Regions from separate parts of the Mus musculus genome. Here all the other regions are linked to region 3. Evidence: chromatin contacts called from public Hi-C data. All regions are on one chromosome and are shown on one strand. Each heading gives the region's core, a stretch centred on a gene start, on an enhancer-like site or on the middle of the called end of the contact. The rest is flanking DNA. Distances are from core to core; before and after follow the strand shown. Region 1 overlaps 4930467D21Rik (RIKEN cDNA 4930467D21 gene). Region 2 has its middle 27 kb from the start of Naa11. Region 3 has its middle 41 kb from the start of Gm34029. Region 4 overlaps 4930467D21Rik (RIKEN cDNA 4930467D21 gene).

Region 1 (3,262 bases), core at 698-3,197, 180 kb after region 3:
GAACCTTAGGGTTGAACTAATGAGGTTCAACTGTAGATAGACTAGAGAGCGATCAGCCCAGGTTGCGCTGATTTTACCAGAGGTAAAAAACGGATGGATATAAACTAGTTGCTAAACAAGAACTTTCTGCCATAGTACATAATTAAGAACGAAAAATTCCTCCAAGTCAAAGTGAGTTAGTGATCATTACAAGAACGGATTTCAAATGAAACGGGGCATTGATCAAACCCTACCATAAGTAAGGTTCAGTGTAAACGAGAAGAGGCAGGCACAAGTTGGGTTTGAAAGAGCAGTTTCTTAATAATGGTTAGGCGTGCGCTCCCTGAGGCTGTTTTGAGGTCAGGAGTCACTGTCTGGTGGGTGTGCTCAGTTTAAGATGCAGGAGCAAATCCTTATCCCTGGGCTCTTCCCCAAGATCCTGTTGCCACCAACACTGTCCAGCTCACAGCTTCCTATCTCATCAACAAGAGGCAGTGAACTTACACATTCCTTCTTCACTCTTTATAGTGTTCCACTCCTCTATTTAAAGTCAAGCCCCATCGCACAAATATCTTGTCATATAAGATCTTATCCAGACTGAATCAGACACACTGTGGATGATTACAAAGAAGCAAACAAAAAAAGTCTGTTAAGAGAGGAAGTGTCTGAGATGTCACAGGACTGGCAATCTTACATGGTAGACCACAGTAGATTGTGTAGACTTAAGACTCCTTGGTCAGAGACAAAGTCTCTAAGAGCCAGAGCATGAGCTTCTGCGCTTTCCTGTCCCCACAAGGTGGTGCAAGGTGGGTCCAAGGAGACCTGCCTGTGCTGTGCAATGAATGCATTCTGAAGAAGATCCTCTAGGGCACCAAACAGACACTCCCACTGCTCTGGGCAGGGTTCTGACCTCCCGGGCATTTACTATCAACAACAAAATCTTAAAGACAACTCACAGGACTGAAGCAGCTAGTTGGCCCATTCTCAACAAGTGCTGAATCTTGAGAGTACATAGGAAAGGGTCGCTCAACTTCCTTCCCAGCACCTTACCATAAATGTATTTCTAAAAGTCACAGCCACCATGTGACTGACCCCAAGTGAGAATTAAAAAGAAAAAGTGGGGGGTGGGGGTGGGGATAGCAAGGGAGAAACAGTGCTAGAAAAATCTTCTTGCTTTGTTTTTTTTCAAGGAGACCTTGCCACTGTAACAGGCAAACAAGGCATTATAACAGCTATTGGCTGCTGTTAATGCCTGATACAGGGAGCAGGCACTCCAGCTCTGAATTTGTCAAACTAATAGTGCTTCATTCTGTCTATGAGGCAGTGCCACTTAATAGGCAAGCGTGTTATGCTCTCATAATGGTAAAACTGAGACAGGGAGAGGGTGAGCAGCTTCCTTAAGGCCAGACAGCTTATATCTGGGAAATTTATAACGTGGCACCATTAGTAGTAGAAAAGTAATTTGCTATATGAGTTTAAATATATGCCATCTAAGTGTTAATACAGATATATTCTTACACACATGTAAGAATACCTGCACCAGAAATAACTGGGTCCTATATGCATAGTGGAGTGAATTGGGGGCCATTATTCTATGGCAGCTCATATATACAGCACAAAGTATTCAAAAGACAGATCCTTAAATAGTAAATACTTCCTAACTAGTAAGACTATTAAGCACATTGTCTAAGCTCTGCCACAACTTAAAAAGATATTATTGACCTAAATATTTGTAATTTTATGAGCTGCTCCAAGATACTCTAATTACAGAGACTTCCTAGATAACATAATGTACACTGTACTGCAAAACTCAAGTCACTGTACAAATGCGATTATTTGTTTTTATCATTTAAATATGGGATATTAATGATCTAGTGCAAGAAAGACTTTTTAAAGTGAGCATATTCAAAGCACGTGGCAAATAGCTGCTAAAATGGGGAAGATAAAAGCTCTCTAAGGGGTGGGGTGTTTTCATGTGTATCTGAGATGCAGCCTGTCACAGAGTGCCATAGCCATGAGTTTCATTTTAATCGGTACTGTGGTAGCAGATTGTCAGAGGGGTTAAGGATGATGTCAACCATGCCTCTTTTCAGCTCTCAAGAGTGTGGCAAAATGTATTATTTGGCATAGTCGTGACACAGATCTGCATGTGTATGTCTTCAATAATTCATGTTGCAGCTTGTCTCACTGTGGGGACAGATGTCAGTGAAACCAGTGACAGCCGATCATGCTGATCCCACACATAGTCACGTGGGGCCGATCCCACAGCGACACTGAGCTTGCTAGATACTTGCTCTGCTCCACTGGAGCTGAGAAAATACAGTGCAGCAAGTATGGGTCTAGGGATCCATGTAGGATTTCATGGGAGGAGTACATACTAAGATGTATCCCTGTTTTCATATAGTTTCTCAAAAAACTGAGTGCCATATATACCGGGGGATTAATGTGTGTGTGTGTGCATCTATCTATCTATCTATCTATCTATCTATCTATCTATCTACCTATCTACCTATCTACCTATCTACCTATCTACCTACCTACCTATCTATCTATCTATCTATCTATCTATCTATCTATCTATCTACACATACATAGAGCATGAAGAAATCTCAGAGTTCAAGGCCAGCCTGGTCTATAAAGCAAGTTCCTGACCAGATGTCTATCTATCTATCTATCTATCTATCTATCTATCTATCTATCTATCTACACATACATAGAGCATGAAGAAATCTCAGAGTTCAAGACCAGCCTGGTCTATAAAGCAAGTTCCTGACCAGATATATTCCATGTCAGCTAGAGCAGGGAGACACTGTCTCTGGAAACACACACACACACACACACACATTCATTATTCTTAACAAAATCAATTATTTGTGATAATGCATAGAAATATGTCTCCTACAAGTGATTCTATAATAGCAATCCTGACTAACCTGTCTACTGCCTCATGGTCATGGTATGTAACAAATGTGATATATTTAGAAGAGTACAACAGGCATTTTGACCTCAACAACTTATCTTTATTTCTCATCAAGACTAGTATTTTCTTTTAATATTAAACATTAATAAAAATGAATGTTTCAAATACTGTAAGAGCAACACAAACACTTATTGTGTATTGCTTAAAATATGGAATATAAAATGCAACATAGGGAAACTTTCCTTCTACCCAGATTACTGAAACCTATATGCATACATCTCTCACTTATGTTTCAAGGTAAAAAGGCCAGGCTAAGAAAATGTAGCTGAAGGTATACAAGTCCAGTTTCTACCTCAAAGCACT
Region 2 (3,471 bases), core at 679-3,178, 230 kb after region 3:
GCAAGCTGGCAAGAGAGGGAAATAATCATAGTCCTATCCAGCTGCGACAGCTATGCGCCCTAACAATGACCAACAAGGTAAAATATCACTTAGGGTGCAATGGTGGCAGTCATACTAATTGAACTTAAGAAACACTCAATTGGGGGAAAATCTTTCCTGGTGCTAGAAATCTAACTAGTTACCTGGGGCTAGTGAGGTCATGGACCTTAGAAGACAATTAAAGCCACTTTGTTAGATCAACATAGTTCCTAACTGCATTTTAACAGTTATAGTTAAGATAAAGTGGAGAAAAGGTACCTTTGTCAGGTTTGGGTCAGGTATGTCAGTAAGAGTTCACCCCCACGCAACAGATCTAACCCCAGAGGTTTACTGGGGGATTGGGGAGAGCGAACGGCCCTCTTGGAGTAGGGGCATGAGAGAGAAATAGAGACACACAGATAAAGACAGACAGAGACATGGGGAGACATAGAAGACCTTTTAAAGGAGGTTCATGTCCCATAGGAAAATATGCACTGCACCTGAGTTACTGAAAGGCAGGCTGGTGGAGCAGGGAATTTATAACATATATCTACAGATAAGTTTAACTCTGACTTCTCATCAAAGAGAAGTAGCAAACGGAGACCATTACAAAAGAAACTCAGCTGAGCACAATGTAGAGAGAAAAATGATCTTGGCATATCCAGCCCCAATGGATACATCTAAAATACATCTCCTGTACCTAAAGCTCAAAGAACAAGGGGAAAGAAGGAACAGACAGATTCTAAGACCAAGGAAGCAGGAAATATGCTGGGAGACTGCCTCCCGGAACAGGTTACCTAAGTGAGATCTAAACCACGACAATATCTGCAGCCACACTAACGCAGAAAGATGAAGATCTCACAAGGTTCACACCCTAGACAGCTAAGTACAGGCAAGTAATGATTGCTGGGAGGGGGAATTCATCTCTCACGGGGATGAGCTCCGAATTGGCTATCCAGAATAAAAAAGTCAGCTCCCAAATTATGTGCACATAAACAACAAAATCAGACTCACTGGGTTGTAGGAGTGAGTGAGTGAGTGTGTGTGTGTGTGTGTGTGTGTGTGTGTGTGTGTGTGTGTGTAAAACAATAAAGAAAAAGAAGTTATCACTTGGAGAGGGAGTGAGGTAAAGACATTGGAGGGGGAAGAGGAAAGCTAAGGAGGGAAATGATGTAATTATATTTTTATTAAAATATATTAGAAATAAAATAAAAATTCAAATAACCCCAGATAAAATCAAATTGAAATGACTGTAAACATGTCCATTAGAACCTGTTCCATCAGAACCACCAAGTATATTATATTATTTATCTGCTAAGCTCTTTCTAGGGTGCTATGTATGCTCTTGTAAAGCAAACCCAAAACGAGGATGCCATGATAGAACTGGCACTAATTCTACTAGAAATGCTGTCATTTTACTTTCTTTTCCATTTATAATAAAATTGTCCTGTAGACATTTTTCATTTTCATGCAATTGCCGTGCAAACACGAGAATGCTTGTTCTCAATCACGCATCTTCTGTAAATCTCAATTCCATTCTAAAAATCTGTGGACTCCATTTGTAGCCGTTTGCTTCTGACCTCCACCCTCCCATTTCCAAGTGCGCAGAACTTTAAAGCTGATTATTTCTGACCATATGGGATCTGAGACTAGGATCAAACCCACCCTAGACAAATGCCACGTAGCCAATCCGCAACTGTTCCTGAAGTCCTGGGCACCGCCGAGGAGAAAACATGCCAGGGCCTACTGTTTTCAAACGAGTTTCATTTCTCTAACAATTTGAATCTGCCAAGAGGAAACCGAGACAATCAAGTGTTGTGCCAAAAAGCCCCAAGCTCAAGTGTGAGCTGTATCCTCTCTTTAGCCTGCTGATGAGCAGAGGGCAGAAGGAGGTGATGGGGAAGGAAGGAGATTCAAATGAACAGGGCAGAAGCTCAGCGTGCATTTGAGCACTTCCTTGGGACTCTTTGTGTCCTTCAGGGACGTTGTTTGTACTTCACATCTCAAGGTTTCAATACAGCATGCGCTCATCGTTTGCCTGATGCTCCCGGTATTGTACATATGCATCTGAAATTTATCTACAGTAGATCTTATTTCCCTCTCCCCATCCCCGATCTCTCAACAACTGTGTCACCAGAGGAATGAGCTGGGACAGAAGCCTTTTTCCTCTGCTTCCATTATCATGACACCCCCCCCAAAAAAATAAGGAACCGAGAAAGGCCTCTTGGAGGAAAGACAGCACGTGGTCTGTGGTCTGTTTACCCCCAAAGAGCCTTGAGCACTAAGGTGTAGGTGTCTCCTCAGCCTACCCAGCAACAACCCTTCTGACTCCTAGTGTTTGAGGATCCAGACACCAACTGTTTACTACTCCAGGACCAGGTGGCAAAACCCTATAGCTTATCCTGGAAGATGCTATCAATCACAATACCCAGTCACTGCACCGCGGGATAAATGGCTGCGGTTGCAAGCCTGGTGCTTGCTCACGGGGTGCAAGGTTTGCAGAACCACAAGCTTCCGACCCCTGAAGTGTGATCGCTTGAATGAGACTGCAGGATTCTATGTCATCTCCCGACCAACTATTTGCACAGCACTGAGCATTTTTGTTAAGCGGTCTAAACTACAGGTTTCTCATCTTTAAAAAAGAAAAAAGAAATGAGCATTTGAATGTATCGTGTTGAATAATTGTATGGATTTTTTTAAATGACATCAAGCACACAAAACCATTGCAAACTTATCCATCAGCATATGACCAATGCTCAGTAAATAGCAACTAGTTTTTAACTTGGCATAAAACATGGCATTAATTAATCGTGCTTATTTTAGTTTTGAACTTGACCTCTAGAATTATTTTGCCTTTGAAACCATTTCAAGAGATTCTTCTCTCAATTGTCTTTGGTTAATGCCCGTATAAACAGAGGTAGAGCGAGCTTCACCATCACAACTGAGAGGGAATGCAAAACAGACACTGTGCGAGGGATAAACTGGATGACCTTTGTGGAGAATGCCTCTGGAACAGCCATCAAAGCCATCTGAATTCCATCCCTCCAGATGCACCCAAAGGGCACGGCCAAAATCACTCTGGTTAGGCTCATTTCTGCCGGATAACAAAGGAAGACAATCCCACGTGAGAGTACTTGGATGCCCGGGGAAATATCAAGAGGAACATTACATAGACCTTAAAAATATCGCCAAAGAATACCGCATGCCTTGCATTCAGTTTCTAGTGCAACACACACAAAAGAAGGGCATAAAAATAGTGAAATTAAAAGGAATCCACACAAATTGTATTACATTTTTAAATTTTCATAAAGGAAAATATAGATGTCAAAATGCTAACATCTTTACACCAGCAGATGAGGTATATAGACATTTTCATGTTGGTATTTCTGTTTGTGTCTTTTAAAAATTCAAATTATTTTGTTTGCAAAGTATAAGTATTGGCTAGTAATTTTG
Region 3 (3,503 bases), core at 676-3,175:
TCTAAATTTAAACTCTTGGGTTTGTTTTCACAGAAGCCAGCCCTTACATAGTAAAGATTCCCATAACGACTACCATACTGGGCTCTAAAACCCAAAGTACCAAATATAAAGGTTTTGCAGACTGAATTGGCAGGCACATCTACATAAAGCGCGTATCTAGTGCGCCTGCGCACTCCTCATAACCACAGCTTCCTACTGCAGATGCTCCCGACCTGACATCACTGTCCGGTAAATAAGTCGTTCCTTTCTGCAGAGCCCTTTCTGACAGTGTGCTGCTCCTTTCTTTTATTTCTACCTGTCCCCATCTTATGCTCATTCCTAATCGAGAATTGTGCCTGCACGCCTTCTCTAATCGCCTCAGGCCTTCCCCTCCTTCCTCAGATATTGCCGTAAACCTCCCCTGCTTTATGGGAACCCTTGAACTATTTAACTATTGCAAGCACACAGGTTATTTTCACATGGTCGGGCAGTTTTATATGTAGCTAGTAAGTCAGTTTGTTCGTGTATAAATTGGCCACATAATCTCACCAATCACTTGTCTCTGCGTTAATGAGCCAATGAACCCTTCCACATAGACCCCAAACCACTCAATTTTATAATCAATATATCTCCAATACTCTTTTTTCAACTGCCCAACAAACCTGTACCTTCTCTAGAGGCTGTACTTTCAGCCCAGTGATAAAGTGCTTAGCGGGCCAAGGGTCCACATTCAACCTTCAGCACCAAAGCTAAACAAAAGTTAGAGGAATCGTCCTGAAACATCAGAGTCATAATAGTGTAAAGGGCAAAAGAGTGCACAGCATTTTATTTTCTAGACTGTTCTATCTCTAGATAACATCCTAATTGTAAAATTTTAAACATTTTTTTGTCAAAACTAAGCTCCTTTCTCTCGATTATCAGTTAAAGAATATTGACATTTGAATGATTTCAAATATATTTATTTCATTAACTAACTGAACAAACATACATTCAGGAACACACATGTATGTACATATAAATAGCATAGTGACTATGTTAAATCAGGTAGAATGACAACTAGACCTTAAGCTCAGATATTTAATTTTTTGTCATTTTCCCTATATGGTCCTCATTTTGAAGCCTATGACTATCTATCATAAGGAGGAAAAAGAATTTCTGAGTCTAGGTATAGTAAATAATTTGAACTCCTCCGATATCAAGACCAGCAGGGGCTGTCCAGATCAGAGACTGTTTTGTTGATGAGGATTCTGGGGCTCAAGCCAAATTCCATCATGTCAGGGCAGATTAGTGATATCTGCCATGGATGCAGAATTGAAAGAGAAAGCTCGTGGGCCATATGCTACAAGGCTGCCCAGATGCTGAAATTCTACCACTGTGGGTTACTCTTTTGGGTCCAGGAAAGGTTCAGACCCATGAATATTGGCATTGTAATGCAACAGGGACTCCATAATATAGAAAACTGTATAAGAAACCCTCTGTCCAGGGGAACTGCTCATTCATGGACAGGATAATAGTGAATCATAGAGAGTACTGTAGAATAGAAGACGAGGTGGGGTATGGGTGTTTGTGTTTCTCATGCCCTAAACAATTCTGCTTTGGTGATTTCAAGATACGAACATGAAGTCATTAGCCTCAGCTCTGAAAAGACATGTATAGTCTAAGTCAAGAGAAGGATAGAGTTATATATGATTGTGGGACTTACAGGGATGTGGGTGTTGAGAAAATTTTAGCCTGCATGATAAAGGGCAAGGACTCGGATGCATAGAAAAAAGCAGGTTATTCATAAATAGATCAGTGTGGAGTATTATCAGCTATAAAAACCGATCTTACACCAACTTACAGGGGCTAAAGATGACCTAAGAATCACCCATCAATGAATACATTTTACCTTGCTACAGACAATGAGTGTATGTATTCCAGGGACATATGCTGTCCCAGCATGGTACTTGGGTAAAACTCATGACTTTTAGAGGAGACAGACTCTATGGCAGTGACTCTCAACCTGTGAGTCACAACTCCTTTTCAGTCAGATGACCCTTTCACAGGGGTCACGTAAAATCATGGGAAAACACAGATATTTGCATTAGGATTTGTAACAGTAGAGAAATGACAGTTATAAGTTAGCAATGGAAAAAACTGTGTGGTTGGGGGTCACCATAGCAAGAGAAACTGTATGAAAGGGTCACAGCATTAGGAAGGCCGAGAGCACTGCTCTACCTTGTCTATCCCACCACTGAGAAAATGTTCCTTAACTCTTTGTACCTCAGTTTCCTCAACTGCTTACTATTTGGGCCTCTAGTACAGATACGTTTAAGAGTGAATGAGCTGGTCACTGTAAGGTGCATAGAACAATATATGTATGTGGTGCATGGCCAGTGTTGTTTATACAATTATGTGTGTAAGTACTTACATAGACCAAACGTTCATAAAGCAATCTAAGGACAGTAATTTAGTGGCTGTGATGAGAGCATCACTGGGGTTACAGTTATAGGCATAACAATGTCATTTTCCTTTTGTATCATCCCAGTATTTTGAGATGCTAACTAATAGTGCTAATTAGATATAATTAATATAATTATCATAATATTTATTATGCTATTATTTGTTATCATAATAGCAAAATATAACATTTTTCAGAGTCCCAACTTACAGGAATTTGGATATTTGTGGCAACTTCAGGGATAGAAAGACAAAATTAACTCATCCTCGTCTTATAAGCAAACTGCGTGTTACACTGAGTTGGGGCTCCCTTCTTTCATATAGGAGAGTTACTGAAGGAAACTGGTGACAAAAGGCCCTAATGAATTTTTAATGTACACAGTATTATAAATATAATAAAGCATACTTCTTCTATTTGAAGTCTAAATCAGACACCTATTTTAAACATAATCTCATAAACATTAAATAAACGATAGGAGTGGTCCCATTCATTTCACCGCCGTGGGTCTGTTTCCCTCTGCACTGATGCTCTAACCTTCTAAGTCAGTATAAACTCCACATCTAGCCACGTTTTAAAACTAAAAGAAGTTAAGAGAGCATGGAAGAACCTTGGCTGCCAATTCTACTCAGTAGCATGTTAATCAGATTGCAGTAATAAGTAGGAAACAATGCATGCAATTAGCAGTGGTTAATTTGAAACTACTTCATGTCAGTTTCTTTCAGAGCAATACGTTAGTAGAGTAATTATTTATTACCCCGAGGACATGATCAATGATATCCCTCCATAATAATGTCGACAAAAAGAGTAGACATGCTCATTTGCATAAAAAGGAAGCCATAGAACCCAATTTTTCCTCAGCTAAATAAAAGCAGAAAATGGTTTCTAAGCTGCTTCCAACTATTTCATTAGTAATGACAGATAAGCAAATCATTTGTTACACTTCAATATTTTTATGGTGACATAACACTGGGTGGGAGGTAGAGCCAGCATTGATGATTTAAATCCCACAAAGACTATCTTTATTGAGAAAGGGGGAAAATGACCCATTTCTAAATGTCATCACAGTCATTAATGTGTGTGTGCC
Region 4 (3,457 bases), core at 374-2,873, 130 kb after region 3:
CTAAACACCAGCAACCAACAAGAAACTAATCAGAACCGTCTAGTATATGACAAGGCACTTTCTAACATACTAGAGCATAGTTCTTCAGGTTGAAACAATAATGTGGGTTAGTCACATTTACAGGCATACTAGAAATGTCTTAGATACTAGAAAGTGCAGGAAACTGCAGGCCAGTGGTTCTCAACCCTTGGGTCGTGACCCTTTTGGGAGTCAATGGACCCTTTTCATAGTGGTAGCATATCAGATATCTTGAATATCAGATATTTACATTGCAAATGATAACAATAGCAAAATTACAGTTATGAAGTAGCAACAGAATAATCTTATGATGGGGGTCACCACAACATTAAAGGGTCACAGCATTAGGAAGTTTGAGAACCACTGTCATAGGAGTTTAAACACAGTTAATGTTGTGGGGTTTTCTTTCAGGTTCATCTTGACACCCCAAATCTGCGGCTTCCTTATTTAATCGGTGTACATGAGCATCGAATGCACAGGATAAAGTGAAAAGGACCCTCCCTGTCACGTTGCCTTCATAGATGCAAACTCCCAGGGGTTACCCACAGGTTTCTAGCACCAGAGTCATCAGAAAAATCCTCTGTAGGAACACTGCAACTAAAGGTAATGCCCATCAAAGAAAGACAGCAGACACTGCCTCTTCCCGGCAGCTCTCTGCCAGCTGGGCATCTCTCAGGGGGGACACGCCATCTCTTCGGTAAGAAATACCACCCAATCTCCGGGTTCCCATCCAGGTATGAAGTTATTAGAGTAACATGGCACTGATTCCATCCACATGGGGGGCTACTTTACTCAGTCAACAACAATGCACCACACAGCTTGACTTTAAAACGGAACGCTTTTCCTCTTTCTCTCTCTCTCTCTCTCTCTCTCTCTCTCTCTCTCTCTCTCTCTCTCTCTCTCTCTCTCTCTCTCCCCCCCCCGAAGCATTTCAAACTTGGATTTTTTTGTTCCTAAATAAATAAATAAATAAATAACACGGGGTGGGCGAGAATGAGCATCTTCCACACTCTGCATTTTCAGAGCAAGTATCAAATACGACTTGCCTTGATAACTAAATTTATTATTAACTGTGTATTTCATGATGTTAGTGACAATATGTTAATGTGATTTTTCACGTCCTCCTGTGGTGAACAGATGGCTCCTTTTACTTTACTTTCCACATCAAGTGTGATTATTTCTTGGTGCCAAAAGCCACCTGCCGCTCTTCGGTCTCCAGTCTAATTTTTTATGTTGGTAAAACACAGCAGGACTTGTTATCAGTTGGATGGCATCTTAATAAAAGGAGACATGCCAACATATTGACATCATGTTCAAGGGGAAATTTCAGCCCCTTCAAACCCCTAACCCCTTTCCCAACCCCCTTTAAAAAAAAACGAGGGGTGAAAACAAATAAACAAACAAGCACACAAACAAACAACCGCACAAATAAAATGCAAAGATCCTACCAGTTTCAAGATGTGTGATTACAATCGTTGGGCCCACAGCCAAGATGCTGAATTGGGCTCCCTTTGTTCATAAACCCAAGCACCTCACTCAGGCCTCTGATCTTTCATCCTGTGTAATAATTAGCTGTAACATATTCCAAAGTCAAATGTAAACAGGAATACATTAACATTGAGATCAGTGTCAGGGCAATTTTCACTGGGAAGATGACATAGAACATGAGCGTGCACACAAGCAGATACACTCAAAAAATTCCAAGATTCAGCTATTTAGAAAATTCCTTTTAGATCTCAGAATATTATGCTCATTGGCTGGCCGGTCGTGAATGTTTATCTAGAAAGTTGGGTCTTCCAAATGTGAATTTCAGTGACTCCCATGGCCCACACTTAGCAGAGAGAACAGGAGTAATAAACCACAGTAGCTTGTTTTAAAATTTCCATTCTTCATTAGAACAAAGAGAGAGCGGGTGTGAGGTGATTTGTGGTCCAAGAAGAGGTCTTGCAGGCAATTGGATGGCATGGCTCTCAACAGCTGGTCCAGCACATTTGGGAACAGCATGTAGAAAAATGCATCCGTGTTTTGAAGATTGCCAACTGTGACGATGTATCAGTTAAGACACAGCCTGAAATAGTCAGATCTACAAACAATATGAACAAAAGCCCTTATCATCCAGCCACACACTTATATCAAGACTAAGAGGAGTCCCAACTTTTAGTAAATTCTAACCTGTCACATTGTCTTACTTTTGTGATAAAATCAAGGACTGGTACACTTGGGTATCTGAAATGGTGGTGAAGAGCCAAGCAGTTAAAAAAGGCAGCTGTCCCCCATGCCCTCTGAGATTTACAGAATTTATAGAAAGCAAAAGAAAATGCCGACAATAAAAGGGCAAGTATCTTAATTAAAACAATTTAGATTGGATACTTTTATTGGAATGAAAAATTTTAACTCAGTTATTCTACACTGAATCTTTCAGTGACTTTGTGTCCCTCCATTGTCCAAGCACAGGAAGCTTCATGGAATGGATTTGCATTAATTATGTTTTGCTGGGGTGGGGAGTAGGGCGGGGAATCAGCTTCTTCCTTGCACTCTAGCTTCCCAGCTGCTATAGTATTAAGGTTAATTGTCCTTTGAAGGTTCATGGGATAAAATGGAGCTTACAGCACAGTACCACAGGAAGAGGTAGATTTTTAGGAGGTAGAGCCTGGTGGGAGGTATTTAGGGCATTGGTGATATAATAATGGAGGGGGGGTGGTTACATTATTTGGCCAAGGGAGACAGTTTACTCTGTCATACACTCCCGAAATTGTTATCCAGAATCCTATAAGAGCCACAGCAATGGATTTGCCCAATCAGATTAGACTCTCTAAAGCCTAGGCAAATTAAATAATTTCTGTTTAAATATTACTAGGTCAGATATTTTGTTATAGGGACAGAATGGCAGCACACACACCAACATTTTATTATGCACATTAGAAAACACACAAAAAATTGAAATACCTTCATCACCACACTACTGTAATCATCATGTAGAAACATTTCTTATTATAATAACTTCCTCCCATCTTTTCATCTACCGACTCTCTTCCTGATCATTATTCAGCCTGCCTTAATATCTTAGATTAAAACACTGCTCACTAATAGTTCTTCCAGAAATCAAAATTTAAATTGTCTTTATTTAAGAGGTGGAAGTTCTCAGGAAGGGGCAGGTGCCAATCTTTATATGACCATAGATATACATGGATGTTTAACTCCTATGCTTGGCCACTACCCAGTCCTATGATGTCTTCAGGAAGAAGCCAACCGTATATGCTGCTCATCTTTAAACTGGTTTAGTGGATTTCATCGACTTCTACATATGTCATGGTTTCCATGATGGTCAGTGTATGATTACAAGTTCACACTGAGGCCCACTGAAGAATATCTTCTTACAGACGGGTGTCACATTGAGCTTTACTAGAGAAAGACTGGTGAGTTCAAAAGCTACACATAG

What was found. Hi-C and Micro-C count contacts between places; a contact is called where the count stands out from the background.
Region 1: a contact with region 3 is called in a Hi-C map of cerebellum, with 2.9 times the contacts expected there. The contact joins two enhancer-like sites. A contact is called at or near these places in 2 of 484 Hi-C or Micro-C datasets (cerebellar granule neurons and cerebellum).
Region 2: a Hi-C map of cerebellum shows a contact between it and region 3, with 3 times the contacts expected there. The contact joins two enhancer-like sites. A contact is called at or near these places in 1 of 15 datasets of contacts at CTCF or cohesin (pro-B cells), 6 of 484 Hi-C or Micro-C datasets (cardiomyocytes, cerebellar granule neurons, cerebellum and 2 more) and 1 of 115 datasets of contacts at active chromatin or transcription factors (large pre-B cells).
Region 4: a Hi-C map of cerebellum shows a contact between it and region 3, with 3 times the contacts expected there. The contact joins two enhancer-like sites. A contact is called at or near these places in 2 of 39 promoter capture datasets (liver and trophoblast stem cells), 3 of 484 Hi-C or Micro-C datasets (cerebellar granule neurons and cerebellum) and 2 of 9 other capture datasets (adipose tissue and liver).

Annotation. Positions count from the first base shown.
Region 1 is chr5:97,414,901-97,418,162 of GRCm38.p6, reverse strand. All of the region lies in intron 2 of 4930467D21Rik (RIKEN cDNA 4930467D21 gene), which reads right to left. Among named protein-coding and RNA genes, the nearest start is that of 4930467D21Rik, 24 kb to the right of the region's middle. Within about 2 kb of position 1,947, at least 27 of the 459 cell types and tissues checked have an H3K27ac peak or open chromatin away from gene starts, as enhancers often do. A contact at or near this core is called in cerebellum, where this site is marked.
Region 2 is chr5:97,363,343-97,366,813 of GRCm38.p6, reverse strand. No RefSeq gene overlaps it. Among named protein-coding and RNA genes, the nearest start is that of Naa11, 27 kb to the left of the region's middle. Within about 2 kb of position 1,928, at least 17 of the 459 cell types and tissues checked have an H3K27ac peak or open chromatin away from gene starts, as enhancers often do. A contact at or near this core is called in cerebellum, where this site is marked.
Region 3 is chr5:97,593,858-97,597,360 of GRCm38.p6, reverse strand. No RefSeq gene overlaps it. Among named protein-coding and RNA genes, the nearest start is that of Gm34029, 41 kb to the left of the region's middle. Within about 2 kb of position 1,925, at least 1 of the 459 cell types and tissues checked has an H3K27ac peak or open chromatin away from gene starts, as enhancers often do. A contact at or near this core is called in cerebellum, where this site is marked.
Region 4 is chr5:97,464,692-97,468,148 of GRCm38.p6, reverse strand. The region is part of intron 3 of 4930467D21Rik (RIKEN cDNA 4930467D21 gene); the gene reads right to left. Among named protein-coding and RNA genes, the nearest start is that of Gk2, 9.4 kb to the right of the region's middle. Within about 2 kb of position 1,623, at least 4 of the 459 cell types and tissues checked have an H3K27ac peak or open chromatin away from gene starts, as enhancers often do. A contact at or near this core is called in cerebellum, where this site is marked.